Regions from separate parts of the Zea mays genome. Here region 2 is linked to region 1. A link is a contact called in public Hi-C data. All regions are on one chromosome and are shown on one strand. The core of a region is the stretch at or near the end of the contact, and the rest is flanking DNA. Distances in the headings are between cores, read along the strand shown.

Region 1 (5,162 bases), core at 2,472-4,971:
TGGATTCGTTACCTTCCAAATCCTTCGCCAGCAACTCGAGTCGAAGACGCGAGACAACTTTCTCAGTTTCCTGCAGTTGATGAGCCATGAGCGCCCGATCCTCATCAGCCTTCCATCTTGCCAGTCAGACGCTCCACCGCCGTCATCACGCGCTCCCAACGCTCCTCCTTTCTCCTCAACTCCCGCCATGGCTTCCAGAATCAGCTGTGTTTGCACCGACGGCTTGGTAGATGGCGCCGTGGTGCTCTCCTCCGAAGACTGATGGCTCTGGTACCACTAGTCACGACCCTTGGCTAGTGGTGGAGATCATCGCGACGTGAGACGCAAGAACAAGCAGAGAAGAACAGAGGTAAGTGGTTGGGTAATTCAAACTGATTAGATTTCTTTTCTGATTTTCCATGTCTGGCACAAGACGACGAGTGCAATACTTATAGGCACACCGAACTCCTCTGACCTATTATTTACGGCCCAAGACGACACTAATACGGCCTAAACAGCCCACAACTCCATTACAGACTCGATTACCAACTCCATAACAGCGAAATAGAAATTGCCTGACTGACCTCATTTGACCATCCTCTCGCGCCACTCCATTTCCCACAGATCCACTTTAGGCTACATCTTCAGTCATGACGGGGACACGAGGTCGATGGACCCTGCGCATACCTGTGCGTGTGCGTCACATCGAACACTAGAGAATTCGGCATGGACGTAGCTGCCGATGAGTGTAGTGCAGGCGGGCGGAATGGGCGGGCCATGGCCACCGCCGCCACGTCTCTTCCGACTGCCCGGCGACCGGTGTCCTTCCGGTCGTATGTTTGTGCATTATGCTGGGCCTAACTGCTTCATCTCGGCCGCTTCAATCGCCAGTACAGCAGAGGAGAGACGGAACCCGAGCCCCCGATGGGCTTACCAAACTGGGCCGTAAGCCCAACACCTACGAAGTTCCTCGTGAGGTTCTTTTCTTTACTTTCATAAGTTCATTCTTTTAAAGAAAGGACATGACTTTTTTTTTATTCCACTACTCAATAGATTGTGATCGGATAAAAACTCACGCAATTGTATTCCAAATTCTCCTTACATGATGCATTCCTACATACATATACAGAAAGCAAAGATATGTCACACTTTGGTCCGAAGTAGAAAACAGCAGCGAGCGAGCGGAGTCCTGGCCACACGGAAACAGAACAGGGCGTCATGTGGAGGAACAGAATCGGAACGGTGCCCAGCTCCTGGCGCGTCCGGGCGGAACTTAGGCGTTGCTCCGGTAGGACCCGAGCTTGGTGGCGCTGGCCCTCAGCACGTACTGGTGGTAGGCGGCGGCGATGGCGGCGCCAATCAGTGGGCCCACCCAGAAGATCCACTGCAAGAGGAATGCACAAACGATATTGTAAGTCAATATTGCTAATATTATCCTAAGCAGTTGGTTTACTTGCTTAATTGCTAAATATTATCTTGTAAAGATTTGTTTGATTATTGTGTTGCCAGACGCTCGGCTTGACCCAGCCAAGGTGTGCGACAGCAGGGCTGGCAGTAGTAAGCAGTTCACAAACAGGCGTTGGCATCTTTTAGGTGTCGGTAAGGTAGGTAAGTGAGGGTGTGGCAAGGGATGAGTTAGTATATATTGCCGTTAAGTGGGTGCATATGTCATCATTTAGTTAGTGGGTACTGATAGGTGGACGACGTACTTGGTCGTCCCAGGCCTTGTCCTTGTTGTAGATGACCGCGGCTCCCAGGCTCCTCGCCGGGTTGATGCCGGTGCCGGTGATGGGGATGGTGGCCAGGTGCACCATGAACACGGCGAACCCAATTGGGAGAGGAGCTAGCACCTGCATATATAGATCCAAGGAAAACAAAACTTAGTAAAAAATATTTATAGTTTTATTAGCTTGCCGACCAATCGCATCATCGCAATTTTCTTAACGGTGATCCACAACAGCATCACCATCCGAACAGCTACTGACAAAACGTATCGTTTTAAATGTGCCCAAGAAAAAAATATATATATGACAGGATTTTGAAATCGCGTGGTTCTCTAGCGCAGGCGCCCCCTAGCTAGCTAGCTAGAAAGGGATGTGTCACCAAGTCTGAAGGCAAAACAAGCAACCATTCGACCAGAAGTTTTCTTGGAATCTTGCACCCTTGCTGCACTTTTATATCCGCATGAAGTAGCCCAACAATCATTTGCGAATCGATGGCCACCAAACCTTCGCTGTAGAGGGCGCAGCGATTAAGACGGGGACAACTGAAGACACGGCTGCCTACAAGTCTTCCTATCGATCTGCTTATTGGCATATGCAGTACCGATTCATGCATGCGCCCGGGATCCGGCATCGAGATACATCTTCACATGCGCCTGATTTTGAGAGCTCTGCACACAGCTGGGATTTGGGACCATTTCTGTCGTATCACGTGCCCTGCACAGCTTTGCTATATGCTCCTTGCTACATTCAGTATGAACTAAGCAGTAGAAATTCAGACTCTACGTGTCTCCGAAATTCAGGCTCTACGTGTCTTTGAAAGGACAGATGAAGGTATGTTTGGTTTGTGGCTAAATGTGTCACACTTTGCATAAGGTTAGTCGTCCGAATTGAATACTAAACTTAGACAGAAAAATTAGGCAAAATGTATCAACTTAGGTAGCGAACCCAACATGCTTGAAGTCCTTTCTCAACTCACTTCATCCTCGTTTCTGCAGGCTCTACTTAACGACATCCGTTTCTGGCTTCTCAAACTCACTTCATCTGGTATAGTGGTCTTTAGCATCGACCATCGGCGAGTACTTATATTTGTCCACTAACAGTACGTAACAGTTCACTATCGTTCTACTAGTACTGTATTAATTATGAGCAGTGTAGCGTAATCGAATTAGCTGTGTGTGTATTATGTGCTCACCGGAACGTGGGAGTCACGGGCACTGCGCTTGGGGTCGGTGGCGGAGAAGACGGTGTAGACGAGCACGAACGTGCCGATGATCTCGGCGGCGAGGCCGGTGCCCTTGGAGTAGCCGTCGCTGAGCTCGTTGGCGCCGCCGCCGTAGCGCACGTAGTAGGCGCTCTGGAAGCCCTTGACGAGGCCCACGCCGCAGATGGCGCCCAGGCACTGCGCGATGATGTAGAGCAGCGCGCGGACGAGGGACACCTTCCTGGCCAGGAACAGGCCGAAGGTCACGGCCGGGTTGATGTGCCCACCTGCACGCGCATGCATCTACGTGTCAGTGACACACACTGACATGACATAAATAAACACGCAGACGCGCACACGCTGCGTGCAACGGCGGCGAGCGGCCACCGCGCGCACCGTACGTCCGTATACCTGAGATGCCGGCGGTGCAGTAGACGAGGATGAAGATCATGCCGCCGAAGGCCCAAGCGATGCCGAGGATGCCGACGCCGCCGCACGCCGCGTCGGGGCCCGACGCCGACGCGTCCGTCTGGTGCTTGTACCCGATCACGGTGGCCACGGTGATGTAGAGGAAGAGCAGCGTGGCGATGAACTCGGCGATGACCGCGCGGTACAGTGACCACTGGGTGAGCTCCTCCGCGTCGATCAGCGGCGCCGGCGGAGGGTCGGTGTAGTCCTTGGCCGAGAACTCGCCCGCCTCGGGCCCCGATGCCTCGATGTCCTTCGCCATGTCAGTCAGACCAGCTGCTGTTGGCTGTAGCTCAGCTAGCTCTGGTCAGGCAGGCTCTGCGCTTCGCTTGCTTGCGGTTGCGGTGTGAGGCCGGAGATGGGAAAGCCGATGTGTGTGTGTGTATATATATGGGCCGCGGGAGGACGCCTTGATATGGTTTATTTGCTTAGCGGCCGCTTGATTACAAAATACTAATTTAGCAAGGGGTAAGGGTTTTAGCTTCTGGTTAGAGGTTTTTATGCATATAATTTGCCGCCCACAACCGACTAAACCCCTCATCATCATGTCACGCAAGAGCAGAACTGGTGGTCAGTGGTCAGTCGGAGGGTTATTCTATATGGTCGGTGTGAAAAACAAAAGATTGAGCTGTTTGGTTCTAACGGATATATAATATATAATACATAACGCTAAATCGTATTTATTTAAGTTTAACATAATTAGATACTACACTAAAAACGGATATCAGTTTATTCAAACTTATTATCGCTGAGCGTGAATGATTACAGTTGCTATTTATATTACAGTTTGTGAACAAACACAAAACCGCTAGCTACTTCCAGTTACTGGTCCCGTTTGTTTTAGATTATAATCTCTCTAGATTATATAATCTAGCGCAAATAATCTATTAGGTAAACAAATAACTAGATTATGAATTTAGATTATATAATCTAAACCTAGATTATGATAATCTCATAATCTCCTCAAGAGTAGCTTATTTGAGATTATTTTGACAAAAAACCCACTATCCATAGTTATGTAAATAGAAATTACAATATATATCATCATTCTTTTCTCACCTTAAATAAACAAACAAGGATATTGTTGTTTTTATGAATAATCTACATTTGTATAATTTAAACTACCAAACAACTACATCTAGATTATAATATATCTAGATTATAATCTGAATTATATAATTTAGATTATAATCCAGATTATATAATATATAAGCTGAAACAAACATGCCGTTAGTTGTGGGGCGGTACATGGCCGTAAACTGTGGCTAGCAACTTGTCCAGAGGATTAGGTGGATCAGAGGATTAATTAGGTCTTGTTCGTTTGTGTCGGATTGATGGATCGGAACGATTCCTAACCGAATTGCTTATCTAATTTGTATAAATTTTGATTAGCTGGAACGGTTCCGGGTGCAATCCGACAGAAACGAACAAGCCCTTAGGTGGATCAGACGAAACTATGCAAGCGAAGCACAAGTCATGAACAGATGACCTATTGTGAAGATGACCACAATCATACGTGCAGCTACAGACAAATGAATCCAATGATATGGCCGAGTGCACGCTGTGGAGTTGCGACGCATGCGCTGTCAGCACGGCTGTCCTCGTCTTTAGCGACTGTCAGGACTTCTTTCTTTAACTCTTCGAAACAAAAACTTATCACAAGTTTCGAAATAATTCAAGCCACCATGCTTGCTGGCATGCTTCCTCGACATACGTATTTCCAGCTGCCAACAATTGCCAGTCGGAAAAAAAATGATGAGGCACACATTTGGCATGGACACTATTCATTC
Region 2 (5,117 bases), core at 864-3,363, 190 kb before region 1:
GGTCGCAAGGTGTGGGGGGATCCTCGCGGATACATTGGAACACAGGAGGACAGTTTAATTTATATGAACAGTTGGCGTCGACCGTCGAGCTTAGATTAGTCAATGCTTAATTTTGGAAGTGGCAAACGTGAGGGTCATATCTCTCTTCAATCAGGGACGAAGCATGTTTAGATCCATGACGCTTAAGTTTAGTGATGCATTTTTAGCTAAACTTTATCACTTGGAGATCCAAATAAGTTGATAAAGTGAGCTGCTAACTTTAGCTTCTTCATGGTGCGGTAACGTGAGCTAAAAATAGTCTATGCTGAGAAAAAAGACAGCATCGCCCCCTCACCCCACTCCCTCTCTCTCCATCTCGTATTAATTAGAGGTAGGGATGTCTTTCTATATAATATGCTAAACTTTAGCACTTATATCTACTAACATGTAGCCCGTACGAATGCTACGGTCTCGGAGAAGGGTTGACGACGGCGAAGGCGTGAGGAGTGAGGAGGTTGGCGGCGACGGTGTCAAATGGAGGGGTGATTTGAACTGTTAGTTTTGATAGTGTATTAAGTCTAGATGTAATTTATTTGATGGATTTAGTGGAGATTATAAATGTCGAGGTAATTAGATTGAGTGAATTTTGTAAAGTTTAAACTGGTGGATTATATAATGGTATAGAAACACTATCCAAATGCTAAATTTTGGTTCTCTATTTGAGAGTGCTAAACTTTAATTTAGCGCCATGCATGCTTTTAACACATGTGATCCAAACGTGTACTAAACCTGCCGTCATCTTGATGGACGATGATTTTTTCATGGAAAAATGCTGGTAGGGTATTTACAAATTACAAAGTTACTAAAATCGGCCAAAAAGAGAGACTTTTGTTCATGCTGTGCCAATCTCCGAATATGTGCAGTGCGCAAGAATGCGGAGTTGTGGACAGTTTCCATTTGGTGTCCGGCAAAGCGGGCAGAGCTGTTGGTTCGTCAGTCGATGACGAGCAAGTCGATCTTGTGTCCAAATGCAGTCGTGGATCACAAACCAACATAAAAAAAAAAAAACTTAGCAACCGGGAGGTGCCAGCGTTGTTAAAATCAGAGTCTAGCTCCAAGTCAGAGCTCATCCTGTTGAAAGAAAAATTCATCCTGTTTGCTTGGGCCGATAGATCACAGTTTTCCTGATGATCCAAAGATATTATCTATGCAGCTAGCTGGCAGTCGCGCGGCACAGAGAGACTCACGTACACCTCACGGGTCACGGTGTGTAGAACTCTGTGCACTCACAAACACAAGAAGCTTGGTCATCAAGTTCCCTAGCTAGCTAGCACCAAAGCAGATTTGGAAGAACGAACAGTTGCATTAGTACATCCATTTTGAATCACACGTGACAGCGGGAAGAAGGATCGTCCTGACTACCAACGGATGCAGAAAGTACAACAGTGAGATCCCATGGAGCATATTATTCGCGGGAAAAGAAGAGAGCAACAGGAAACAACGAAATCGATCGAAAGAGAAAACGGGGTCGAGTAGACAGCAACGCGGGAGGAGGACCGATATGATGCTTGAATTGCGTTGCGTGCCGACGACCTGCTTGTGCCAGCAAAGCCGAGGCTACTACTAGCATATCTTCTTGCAGAAGCACTTGCGCGTGGCGCCCTCCGCCTTACACTCGCCGCCGGGGAAGTTCTCGGTCTGGCACACGTTGGCGCAGTTGTTGCTGCTCATGCACAGGCCCTTGAACCGGTGGCTCTGCGACAGGCAGTGCCTCGCCTCCGCCACCTTGGTCGTCCCCAGCTCTGCACCGGCCGGCCACACTCAAATTAAGCATTACAACACCAAGCGCGTCGCATTACTGTGAACTTTACTTTGAAGGGTCACTCAAGCAGCACTGACGAGCAACGAGGAGTTGAGTCGGGCACCTGTGGCGACGAGGAGGAGCATGAGGACGAGGACGGGAGCCGCCATGCGTCGAGACAGCGCCATCACCCCCCTTGACCGTACCCTCGCTTGCTCTGAGCTTCGCTACGTAAGGCTACTCTCTGTACTCACTGGCTCGCCCCTGGGTGTCTTACCTTACGTCCTAACGACGAGGCTGGTGGACGCAGCACAGGAGCAGAAAGGGGGATGCAATGGATGGGAACCAGAGCCACGGTTTATATAGAGCGCTGGTATTGAGCCCAAGGGTTAGCTGATGTTTAATGCCCGGGTCGGGTGGCTGATTAGCGAGAACTAAACTGATTCCTCAACGCGTTCGACGGTTCGAGATTACTGCTAAGCAGGGCTGTGCAATCGTTCCATGCGACATACAGTAGAGTCCTGTGACTTTTTTCACGGGCCGGATTTTTCAGAATTCGCCCGCTGGATTCTAGCCGTTGTTAGCTAGCAGGACAGACAGGCACACCATGCAATGCACGCCGCTGCCTGCCTGCGTGCTGCCGCTCAGAAATGGGGCCTCGGTTCTGGTTGCAGCATGCGGCTCCCCTACGGTCCTGCCTGCGTAACGCTCTGCACGGCTTGCGTGGCTCCTGCCACGCATTTCTTGGCTCTTTGTGGGTGGATGCATTCATGCATGCATCATTCAGTGATCTGATCGGATCCGTCGGCAAGCAGATGTGCGCGCGCATCGGGGACAGAAACTCAGAGCTCTGTGCATGTGCAGTGACCATTTCCAACGATCTTTGGGCCACCTGGGCCTGTTTGATTGCCTGACAAGTGGTGCGGCCACACCCACGGCCTGCAACAACGCCTTTGTTTTCCCGGACTTCCACCGCAGCCCGGCCCGCACAGTGCTCAAAGCACCTATCAGTCAGGTCGTTCAAGAAACGAAATCCAACTTCCTTGTTTCGGGCCCGGCTGGATCGTGCGCTGGAGGCGTCAGCTCCCGCCCAATCTAGAGTTATTGATTTAGTTCAGAAGGAATGATTTAGTTCTTAATAACTATTATCCGAAAACTTTTTTTTGTATGTTCTTTCAGGAGGATATAACCCAGTTGCACAAGCGCTTCGATGACTGCAAGGAGCACATCATATAAGCACGTTGGCTTATAGAGACGGGAGGAATAATGTTCATCGCATCACATGGATGGCCTTATGTGTTTTGGAATGGCCAATAATCTAGAACTTTTTTTTGTTGCATTTGTAATAATTGTGGACAGTGGACTAATTCTTATCTAATGAGGAAGCGCGAAGCTGGAACTCCTTTCCATTGTTAAAAAAACCCCTCTGTTAAATAGTTTCTTACAGTGAGGTACTTCTATGTTGATTGTGTGGAGTGGGTCTTTGGAATAAATTACAAGACCAGGTGCTACAAAATAGTTTTTATTTCTTGATTCACTCTATGCAGCCACTTTGCGCATAGAGTTAATTCTAGAGAATTACAAAAAACATTTTAGCTAAAAAAACCTCTCAAAAGAACTAGCTTCTATATACAGTAAAAAAGTAAGGAGAGCTCCGTCAAACCAGCCCAAAAATGTATGAAATGAGATGTACTGCTATGCATGCGGCATGCCTCCTGCTGAGAAGACAAGAGATTAAAGGGGGGTTTGGTTCCAACTAACTTCTATAAAATTTAGTCTCTATCATATCGAATGTCTGAATGCTAATTACAGGTATTATATACGTGAAGGCTAAAAGATGAGACAAATTTATTAAACCTAATTAAGTTTGTATTTAATACTTAAAATTAATATTCAAACATTTGATATGACACAAACTAAATTTTAGTCAGGGAAACTAGACACCTTCTAGAGTAGGTGGTGAAGTATACGTACTGGGCCCTCGGAGAAGACAAGAGGCAGCGAAGAATATTATATGGTTAGGGCGTGTTTGGTTTCCCTAACTAAAGTTTAGTTCGTATACAATTATGAGTATTAAATATTGTGTAATCGCTAAACTAATTTAATACTTTTAACTATCATCTAAACATATGATGTGACAGGATAAAAATAGTTTATTGAATCGAAATACCCCCTTAATTACTCCCTCCAATATATAATGCGTAACCATATATGGTCAAAGACTAAGAAATATATTTAATTCTCTTTATATTACTGCATCGATGTGATGTACGTATGTATAGATGTATGTATAGATAGAACAAGATGTATTATGGTACAATAATAAAAAGTGATTACAGTCTTATATTATTGGACCAAGGAGCACAAGATACTAGAAAGCCTATCGACTCTCGTGGCCCGATTCTTGAGTTGGTAAAGCACTTGTACTGGGCCGATATAAATGGTACGCGACAGAAGGCCAAGAGCCCAAACCAAATCATCCCAATTTTTTTCTTCATGTTTTCGTTTATTAAATTAACTATTTTAATAGCCCTATATCTACATGTATCTCTAATATTAAATAAAATATTTTTTCCAATTATATCTACGTGTTTTCGTTACTGAATGATGCGTAGGTCGACGATCGATGTTTGACGTGACAGCAATACTAGTGCCATTCGGACTGTGCGAACCGACCAATCGATTCTGCTAGGCAGCTAGCGGCCGGGACAAGTAGCTGGGTAAATATCGGGCGGCAGACATGCATGCCACCCCCACTACACCGACCCTTTCGTTTCGCTAAATGCAGCTCTCGATCTGTCACAGTTGCAGCATCACTCAAGTCGTAGTTGTAGCTAGTTAGTGGCGCCGGCCTCTTTACCAGCTAGTTACCGCCACCACTGAAGAAACGGTGCATGCAGCACTCGTGTGTGTATTTTGGCCAGTAGATTATATATTGTCCACAAGCTGCCATGTTGGACTGCACTTTAGCTCTTTAAGTAGGTCGACCTCCGCTTCACCCCAGCCGGCCGGCCAGGTCTTCTTCTTGAGAGACAATTGCGGTACAAGTGTCTAGAAGGGCAAGCTAGCTAGTAGTACTACTTGAACAATTTACCTTTTTTTTTAATTGGCTAGCTAGCTAGCTATTCACCGTCTCTCGGCGTTCATGTGCCGGATCCTTTTGTCTACATAGGTTCTCCACTACATGCTGATCGTTCAAGCTATGTACTCTGCACGCAGACATATATTAGTCACACAAAATTAATGTGGCCGTATCCAAGCATGAGTACAAGTCCACCGAAACGAGGAGTCACGCAACGGCAAACCAGATGGATCGGCCACAGCACCCGGCCCAAAT

What was found. A called contact is a pair of places that touch in the nucleus more often than the background predicts.
Region 2: a Hi-C map of ear shows a contact between it and region 1, with 2.6 times the contacts expected there. The contact joins the promoter of LOC100280611 here to the promoter of LOC541890 in region 1. A contact is called at or near these places in 4 of 25 Hi-C or Micro-C datasets (bundle sheath, ear, endosperm and 1 more).

Annotation. Positions count from the first base shown.
Region 1 is chr5:190,825,004-190,830,165 of Zm-B73-REFERENCE-NAM-5.0, reverse strand. It overlaps LOC541890 (plasma membrane intrinsic protein 2), which reads right to left and starts at 3,721. Exons shown (of 4, transcript NM_001111556.1): 1 at 3,316-3,721; 2 at 2,896-3,191; 3 at 1,689-1,829; 4 at 1,036-1,363. The coding sequence starts at 3,634. The coding sequence ends at 1,253.
Region 2 is chr5:191,009,735-191,014,851 of Zm-B73-REFERENCE-NAM-5.0, reverse strand. It overlaps LOC100280611, which reads right to left and starts at 2,113. Exons shown (of 2, transcript NM_001153529.1): 1 at 1,905-2,113; 2 at 1,283-1,781. The coding sequence starts at 1,968. The coding sequence ends at 1,603. It overlaps LOC100282320 (low-molecular-weight cysteine-rich protein LCR69), which reads right to left and starts at 33. Exons shown (of 2, transcript NM_001313845.1): 1 at 1-33.